Linked DNA regions of Nothobranchius furzeri: region 2 is linked to region 1. The links are chromatin contacts, called in public Micro-C maps. All regions are on one chromosome and are shown on one strand. Each heading gives the region's core, a stretch centred on a gene start, on an enhancer-like site or on the middle of the called end of the contact. The rest is flanking DNA. Distances are from core to core; before and after follow the strand shown.

Region 1 (4,851 bases), core at 1,219-3,718:
GACAAGGTCAATACTTAAAAGAGACACTGTCTTCAATCAGTCTTTGCTGGATTTCACAGAGTTGGAGAGCAACAATGATGCTTCTTGTTGGGTGAAAAGGGAAGTCCTTCTACCATGATTTGGTCATCTTTCAACCTAGAAAACTCGGCATTGGCAGATCCACGATTCGCTGTGTGACAGCTGTTGTCGGACCAAGGGGGTGGGTGGGTGGTAGTGGCAGATGCGCTCTTTGACGACTGGTGCTCCCACCTTACATGTGTGACGTGTGTTTGGACTTGCCTGTTTTACAAGCTCAGTTACTGCTCTATGTAGAAGACCACAGGCGAAGGACAACATTAAGAACGGTTAATACCCACCAACTAGTAAGGCCCAGCCCCAATACTCGCACTTCCACCTTTGCATCCTTCAATTGCGTGTTCCTGGCCAGGGGTGTGAGTGCGTAGGTGTCTCGGTCCTCAAGTGCGGAAGCTGACCACGACCCTTTTGCACCCTTGATCCACATTTTGCCAAGTGCTTGTTTGTTTGAAAGTTGTTAATAAAGGTTTAAAAAAAGTAGGACAAACAACTGGCATGCAGTATTGGGATTGGGCCTTATTTTACACCCAAATAATGTTTTCTGTCAAAGAGCAAACTATTTTGGGAAGTGCTGCCACCTACAGGCTCGGCAGGGCATTGCGAATGTACTTCACAATGCCCTGATTATTTCACTGAAAACGAGATGGTGTGTACCCAGGGTTTTTTCCTAGCTGGGCGAGAGAGGATATTGTTTTACAAAACACAGCTACGTGTGTTCATGGTGTAAATAACGCAGTTCACCACAGTTAAGAGACCGCAGTGGCTCAGGTGATAGAGCGGGTTGTTGGATGCTGCTGAGTCCATGGGCAACCCGCCTTGCCTCCTGGTGGTGGTTGGAGGGACTGGTGGTGCCAGCGTACGGCAAGCCTCGCCTCTGTCAGTGAGCCCTAGGGCAGCAGTGGCTACATTCACAATTAAAACAGCAGGAAAAATCATTGGTGCCCAACTGCCCTCTGTCCAGGAACTGTACATCAGCAGGACCAGGAAAAAGGCAGTGAATATTGTCCAAGATGCCACACATCCTGCATCTACTCTCTTCCATCTCCTCCCATCTGGCAGACGCTATAGATCACTGTACACAAAAACCACCAGACACAAGAACAGTTTCTTTCCTTCAGCTATTTCTCTCCTGAATCTGTAGATTATTTTACCATCCTTTTACTATAGTTTTTAATACTTAATCAGTATGCTTATGGATATGTGTGTGTGTGTGTGCGTGCGTGCGTGTGTGTGTGGGTATGTATATATGTATATAGGTGTGTGCGTAAATGAACATGTGTGTGGGTATACATGTTCTTATGTGTTTTTAGGTATTTTTATTCTCATTTATTATGGTTGTTGTATGTTTTAGAGAGCGAACATCTACCGAAGACAAATTCCTTGTAAATGTAATTTTTACTTGGCCAATAAATCTGAAATCTGAATCTGATTGTAGCTCATCATCACCAGCATGTGAAAGTGTGTGTGAATGGGTGAATGACTGTTGTGAAGCACCTTGGGGGGTTGTACAACTCTAAGAAGGCACTATACAAATACAAGCTATTTCACAGGTCTGGATAGAATGTTTATCTTAAAGAGCAAGTCACCCCCTGCCAGATTCTTACTCAATTCCCACTTCCTGTTTGAAAAATGCAACAAATGCTGTTGCCTAGCAGACCAAGAGGGCGGGGCCACTAACAAATACACACACTCACAACATTGTGACATCATAATGTACCATCGAACATCATAGTGTACCTCTTAGCCAATAGCGATGGCAGATTTAAATTCAAATGCAGTGCTGAGTTTTTGCCTGACAACGGTGCATCGCTGAGTTTTAGGCAGATTATTTAAATTTTAACTAAGATGCACTAAAGTGCCGAGTTATTGACTGAACGTGTCTACAGATAAATTATACACTCATTTAGTTTAGTTGATTTGAGGGTGACTTGCTCTTTAATAAAACATTGACTCAAAAACTGCATTTTCCTCTTTACTTTAATATTCATTTGGTGATGAGGTAAAAATGACCTTAAATGATACTAATGCAAAAGTTTTACAAACTTTCTAAAAAGTTTTTATTTTTTCTTACAAAAATCAATCCATCCTCATCACAAATCCACCCACCAGACTCCGAGCTGCGACAGAGGCCTGTAACCCAGCAACAGTGTTTGTTTCCATAAATACAGAGTAAGAAAAAAATGTCAAATCGACCAGGAGGCACAGTCATATCGGGCTTGTAGAAAAACCAAATCAAGCACAAGTCTTTGAAATTTGAGCGACATGTTCTTTAAATTCATCTTTGATTTTTCTTTTAGAAAGAAACCATTTAAAAATTAAATAACCTGACAGTTACATGTTTACCCACCAGAGGGCAGCAGAGGACAATTAACTTTGTGATCCATGACCTGACAAAAGATTTTTTTTATTTTTTAAAAGTGAGTTACCAGAGCAGGCACCATGGAGCTGATGGGGTCATTTAGCTTATTTTTATTTAAAAATGTATGTAATAAATCATGCAAACGAAGCAGGAATGGTCTCCGAGCCAAGGAGGTGAAGTGAGGAAAACCAGATAGTCCAGTTGGGAGGGAGGTTCCACCTTGCTGCAGCTCTAATTGTTGATCATGATAAAGAATGGTGGCAACAGTGAGCCCTGAGAGACGACATCATGTGACATTACACTCTTCATTCACAATAATGCTCATTTTCATCCCACATTTCCCCTTTTTCTCCCTGTATGCCTCCAGATCTTTTCCTTCATAGGCAGAATTTGGATGTGGAGCACCCCCAGAGGCTACGAGGTAAGGTGTATGAATGGACGTTAGCTTTATACGCAGACACCTCAGAGGCCCAGCGTGTCTAAATCTGGTGAATCAGTAGTTTTTTTAGTATTATTCCAGGTGACGCGGAAGCAGACACAAAAGCCCTGAGAGGATTACTAAACTGCAGAGGTGAAAAAAAGGGGGCAAAATGTCTTTGGGCACGTGTCCGTATCAGTTTTATCCCGTGCTCCTCAACTACAGCTGGGATGTTTTTGCTTTTATGGCACCTGGAGAAGAAAAATGCACCCAAACAACTCAAAGCATCTCATGTTGGTGGCTAATGCTAGCCCTCCTGGTTGCCGTGGTAACGCCACGAGCCTCAGCAGGAGGAGCTCAGCCTCTCCTGCTGAGCTGAACCTTAAGAAACTTTCTGCACCATTCTGAAGCCCGTTTCTGTGTATAAAGTATAACTGATCATATCCTGTTGGAGAAAACTTCTCGAAGAACCTCAGCTTGGAGAAATTACCTTTTGACATGCAGGAGTGATGAGCTAACGGCTAGTCTGAACAGAGCCAAGACAAACACGTGTTGCTGCTTTACTAAAACAGCTCCAGTCTCCTGAGCTGAAAAAACAAGACTTTGAGTGATGGTGAGGATTTAACATTTTTACGGCTTTCTACTAATTTTTTTAGGACTTTTCGTGCGAGTTTTAAATTTAAACGCAAATTTGGCGTCTAAAAGAAAAACACGACAGTTTGAGTAATCATTATTCTTGCACAGTTTTGTTTTACTGCTGTAACATTGCAGGTAAAACAACACATTTAATGGTTTTGACACAAAAAAATCTTCTAGATTTTCTCTAACCATGGTGCGGTGAGCAAAAAAACACTTTTTTTTAAAGCGAACTGAACTTTTTTTGTTTGTTTTTGAAGATCTTCACATCTGAACAGAACCCCTTATGTAATTGGATCAGTCCCAAAGTGTGGTCAGAGCTGCAGTTTTTGCTGTTAACCCGTGTCTCTAATGGTCAGGGTATCTGCAGGTTTAAGGGAGCCAAATTTATGACTATTTAAGACCTTTTTTAAGGCCACTTTGACCAAATTTAAGCTTGTCGTCGTTTTCCTCCGCTTAACCGGGTCCGGGTCGCGGGGGCAGCATCCCAACTAGGGAGCACCAGACCGTCCTCTCCCCGGCCACCTCCACCAGCTCCTCCGGCAGGACCCCAAGGTGTTCCCGGACCAGATTGGAGATGTAACCTCTCCAACGTGCCCTGGGTTGACCCGGGGGCCTCCTGCCGACAGGACATGCCCGAAACACCTCCCCAGGGAGGCGTCCAGGAGGCATCATGACCAGATGCCCAAACCACCTCAACTGACTCCTTTTGATCCAGATCCAAATTTAAGCGATTTTTTAAATTAATTTTATGCTATAATTTCCAGCTATTGCCTGGAACCGGTGCTAACCACGTCGCGAACATGGGATTAGCCATCCAGTTACCATTAAACTTGCACTTCTCCATGGCGCAAGCTCCCACTAGCTTAACCAGCTAACATGCTCATCTAAAATTAGTCCCCTTTCACAACCAACTGAATGTGTACGGTTCCGCTTACGCCAGCATCGTACACAAAAAATACTGAAATTCACGAAAATGTCATAGAAATAAAATGATCTAGTTTATTGGGTCTTTGGTAATTTAAGACCTCTGGAAACTTATTTAAGGATTATTTGTCATTTTTAAGGATTTTCAAGGCCTTAAATTTGGAAAAGTAAATTTAAGACTTTTTAAGACTCTTTAAGGACCCGCGGGTACCCTGAGTGGTACCTGGACCGGTTCTGAGGAGATGTTCCATCATCTAAAACACAACAAAACAGAATAGCAGCGAAAGGAAGGAACACTCAAGTTTCAGTATGGAACAAATCATTCTTGTTGAGCGGTTAGGATGAACTTTATGTGTAAATAAGCTTTTAATGTGAAATTTAAAAGTAAAAATGTAAAGAAAAACTTTGATTTTGGTTGTGTTTTGACTAGCCTTTA
Region 2 (4,851 bases), core at 1,567-4,066, 94 kb after region 1:
CTGTAGCAAGCCTATTCTTGGCCAGAGGTCGGTCAAAAAAAACAGCTTTCAAGAATGAGTTGTGATTATTAAACGCAACTGGTTTGCAGTTATTTACCATCAACAGCTGAACGGGTCTAGAATGTTTTCACCCCCAATGGTTAAGACGTGTAAAGAAAACAGCCTTAGACTTAATCTCACACAACATCTCATGCTCTGTTTGCACTCCAGGTGTATTTAGTGAATGACTCAGCAACAACCACGTAAAGGTTTTAGCTTAAACCTTTTAATGGCAAATATCAAACCAGTGCTGAGTCACACAGGAGGTGTGAAGCTACTGCTGTGCTTTTCCAAAGAGGTATTCATCCTGAAATCACGTTTTTTCAGGCAGCAAAGAAAAAATATCTACTTTTTACAACGTTCCATGTCCATTTACACTTAATCAGTGACACATATACTAATAATTACACATCGCAACAAATTCCACATGATTTTACTTTAAAATGAGACCTAAAGCAATCAAACAGAGCTTTGATTTAAAGATATATACTCGTTAACTCATTATCTGCCAGCCGTTTCCCCTGGCTGCCAGCGTTTTTACTATGATGTCAACACCAAAACTACCAAAACAAAGCGTAGACTCGCTTCTTACATCAGGAAGAATTTGCTTGTTTCTAGCGTTATCCGTTCTTTCATAATTCGTTGTCGCAATGTGAGCAGGGGAAGCTTTTCCAGTTCGCACCTCGCTTATTTTACAGCAGCGGCCCAAAACGATCTGCTAATACGTGGATTTTCTGCTTCCTGATCACGTGACGTGACATAATCAGATGAAGATCAACTTTAGAGCTTTACGGTGAGGAGACTCGTTCCGACGCCCACCCAGTAAAAAAATGCAATTGTGACAGCAAGCAATTGGGTTTAAAATGACGACTTTAGTCATCAATAAGAGTAAATGTGGGCATGCCATTTTCAAGCAGATTTCTCATAAAAAGGCCTAGGGTTCATGAGGTTAAAATGGTTAAAACACTCTATCAGGAACACTCAAAAACCCCAAACAACTGGTGCTGTCTTAAAGGCATAAAACCCTCCCAACCCATTCCACTACCACCGCCGTGCCACACACTTGGCTAGGTGTAACACTGCAGGGGAACATTTTCTTTCAGTAATCACATCTTAAAAAAAAAGTACTTATTTTACTTTTTTTCCGTCTTCCACATATTTTGGAAAACCTAATTACTATCATTGACAAACTATATTCATCATTAGATAAAATATTTTAGTGTGCTAAAATCTCAGCAAATTTATAATTGGTGTTCTAAAAAATTGTCAAACATTAAAAAATATTCTATTTAAACCAATAAATCGTTGTTTTAGTTGAATATCAGTTTATTTTCACGTTGTATGAATCAAGTTGTCAGTTGTCAAAAACTTGCTAATAAAAATCCTCCCCATATAATGGCACTGCCACCACCGCTCTAAAAAGTAAACCGTTTAGTGAGGGTGAAAGTCTTTTTATTTATTTATTTATTTGCTCCAGAAGCACCTGTTAGCTAACTCTTCACCGCTTTTGTGGCAGCACCAACCTCCTGTTAATAAATAACCCTGAAAAGCAGCCTTTCCTTGAACCACAACCCACAAAGTCAACAAAAAACACAAAACCCTATTTTTCCCATGGGGCTTTTTGGCTCCGGGATGATTCAAACTTCAGGCAGAGTCAGTTTGTTGACCAGCGGAGCACAGGAGGAGGTTTCGCCGCTTATGCCCTACCTGTGACCCGCACACGCGAGCAGGAAACTCCCTGGTTTCACCGTGGCCTCTGGAGCCCCCTCCTCCTCCTCCTCCACCCGCTCGGTTCCCTCGCCTCGTAGCTTATCCAAATGACTTGGTAACGACACAAAACGCACATAACTGTTAGATAATTGCGCGTTTCTGGGACCGTTAAATGAATTGTGTTATTTTTCGCCGCACAGGTCCGCGTTGAGTCGGTCCTGTCGCAGGTTCCAGTGAACAGCTGAGCCGCGGAGCACCAGCCGGGTTCACGCGGATCCGGTCAACCGTGAAGGAGCACAGTTGACTTTTCTTCTTGTCTCGCTGTCTGTTTGGACTTTCGGTGTGACTGCGAAGCCTTAAAAACAGATTATGCGTCCTCACTGGGACGGAAGGACACCAGACCCAGCAGGGCATTGATATGTTTAAACGGGTTTTACGGTCCCGTCCGCAGTTTGAAGGCATCCAAATGAAGTTGGAAGCATTTCGTTTCAAACAGGTAGGCAGCAAAGGGCGTTTTCCCAAGTGTTTCCTAAAAATAACACACACTAAACGAAATACACAGTAACAGCAAGTGATGTTGGTGTTGCTCTAGATGCTAACCTACATGTTTAAGCTTCAGAAATTAAAGCAGTTTAACCTCCAAGAGGGTGAGCGTCACACAAGTGAGTCGGCACCACCAGCATCTGCCCTATGACAGTCTCTCAGGCGATAATAAAGCATAACTCACCCTTTGTCGGTGGCGATATCATTCCTGTGGTTGATAATTTAGCCAGAGGTTGTAAAGTGGGACAGGGTACAGTGGGAAGTAGCCCGTAACCGGAGGAATCACCCTGGCAGTGTCAGGAATCTCAGAGGGCAGAGCCTCTCTGTGTGCAGTACCGAGGCGAGGCGCCAGGGGGCGACGTCCACACCACGAGACAACCTCTCCAAACACCAGAAGAACAATGAAGATTAATGATGCGTGATCATCACAGGAATTTGGCCAGCACCAGCAGTGGGACTGAGTTTCTCTAGTCAAACACTAAATTTAGACAGCCACTTAAAGTATTACATCATAAAAAAATCATTTAAAGGTTCTAATCCACACTTCCTGTAATTACTGCATTTATTTTAAGTGATTTTTGAAGTAAAACAGTGTAGACTGATATGGACTGGACAATGGCCAATACCAATGCTGACTTTTTTCAAGAAATCAGATATGCTGAGTAGTTGCTTTGTTTCTTCAGACTATAATTAATAAACCTTAGAATCAGAAACAACAGGGCTAAATACAAAAGTCACGCTTTAAACTAGGGTTTCATTTATAAAGGGGAACAAAGCTAGCCAAACAAATAACTGACCCTCAACCAAATAATTGGTATTCTAACTAACTGATAATAAATCTCATGTCTCTGTGGAGGAAATAGTTCCCAGTGTTCTTTATATTTTTTTGTTGTTAAATTAAGATTTTCTGTACAGTTTCGTATCTTGGTTAATCACTGCACTTTATGTTTGTAGAGAAATGGCCAGGCTTAGCACAAGACCTGCGAAAGAGAAAAACTACAAAGATGGCGCCGGCCCAGGAACAGTGGTTTGAAACAGCTTTAGCATCAGCTTTGACAATTTAGACTAGAGCTTTTCTTTGTGGTACTTAAGCCTTTTGTTTTGAAAATGGATGCGTTTGCTTCTTCTTCAAGAGAGGATGGTTGACTCCCTTGATTGGCTGATTTTCGTAGCAATGAATGTGTCACGTTGTTCTAGCGATGGGTACCGAATTCGGTACTTTTTAAGGTACCGACCAAATTCCACAGTACCGACTGAGCACCGATTCACGTCATTTGAAACGGTGCCTCGTTTCGGTACCCGTCCATAACAAGAACTAGCCTAGACAGCTGCGCATGCACAAGAGCGTTATGTCATCGGTCCCTGTGAGCCAGTTGTAAACAGAGCAGCATGGTAGAAAGAACGCACGCTAATGCTTGGGTCCACTTCACTAAATGTGATGGGTAACTGGGTGATGATGAAACCAGCAACAACGATCTAAGTGAGACATCCTCATCTTAATCTGCTCCGGTAGGTAAATAAAATGTTTAAGATAATGTTAGCTTGGTATATTAGCTTCCGTTTCGCTAATGGTGCATTCGCTTTCTCTTAGGAACTCCGAATTTCCGACTGGGAGAACATGAACGCGCTCTAAAGTTTGGCTTCGCTTTACTAAATGCGACGGCTGATTGGGTGAAGATGAAACCAGCGACAATGATCTAAGTGTCAGGCATCGTCGTTTTAATCTGCTCCAGCAGCTAAATAAACTGTTTAAGATAACGTTAGCTTGATATGTTAGCTTCCATTGCCACCATTGTTATCAGCTAATGGTGCGTTCGCTTTCTCCTCGGAAATTCTAACTTCCCAGTTGGAGAAATCAAAAGAAAAAGGACGGCAAAAGGAATGAAGATACACAGTAAATTTAGTTCACAGTAGAGATGTTTGCTTCAGTTTGATTATCAGCTTATAAAACTACAAGGACGATGTTAAAATACAAACAGTTGTATGTTATTTATCGTGATATTTATCAAATATGGTTATATATTGAGAAAAATATATATTTAATTATAAAAGAGAATAAAAATATTAAACACTCAAAAGTATCTAAAATTGGTACCGTTAAGTACCGGTATCAATTCCTAGGTACCGGGAATTAGTACCGAATTGATTCAAATGTCAAAGGTACCCATCCCTACGTTGTTCATTACTCTGATTGGTCCTAGCTCTGTGCAATTGTGTGCTGAGAAGGGATTACAAGTTAACAAAGGGTTTATATATTTTTGACTACAGAAAACCAATCTGTCTCCTTTTTTCTCTCTATCAGTCTTGGTCATGGTCAGTGAAGCTGAATGAGGTAAACAAACGACACGCTCTCCAAAAGCAGCTAAACAAAGAGCAGAGCGATAGCGATCTAGCTTGGACACAGTCAGTGAAGGAAACACAATGCAGTCTAGAGCCCTTGAGGCAGCCTCTTAAAAAGAGAATGTTAACAAATAGCTGCTCCAGCGTTGATTATTAGGATTTGAATTCAGCTCGGATTGTTCTGAAAAATGACCAAATTACACGTGGAAATGTATTAAT

Evidence for each region. Hi-C and Micro-C count contacts between places; a contact is called where the count stands out from the background.
Region 2: a contact with region 1 is called in a Micro-C map of tail fin, with 20 times the contacts expected there. The contact joins the promoter of LOC107381036 here to the enhancer-like site in region 1. A contact is called at or near these places in 2 of 2 Hi-C or Micro-C datasets (skeletal muscle and tail fin).

The regions. Positions count from the first base shown.
Region 1 is chr14:55,587,558-55,592,408 of NfurGRZ-RIMD1, forward strand. It overlaps LOC107381036 (vang-like protein 1), which reads right to left. Exons shown (of 10, transcript XM_070544198.1): 10 at 2,109-4,851. Among protein-coding and RNA genes, the nearest start is that of LOC139062703, 12 kb to the right of the region's middle. Within about 2 kb of position 2,469, at least 1 of the 3 cell types and tissues checked has an H3K27ac peak or open chromatin away from gene starts, as enhancers often do. A contact at or near this core is called in tail fin, where this site is marked.
Region 2 is chr14:55,680,786-55,685,636 of NfurGRZ-RIMD1, forward strand. It overlaps LOC107381036 (vang-like protein 1), which reads right to left and starts at 2,817. Exons shown (of 10, transcript XM_070544198.1): 1 at 2,477-2,817.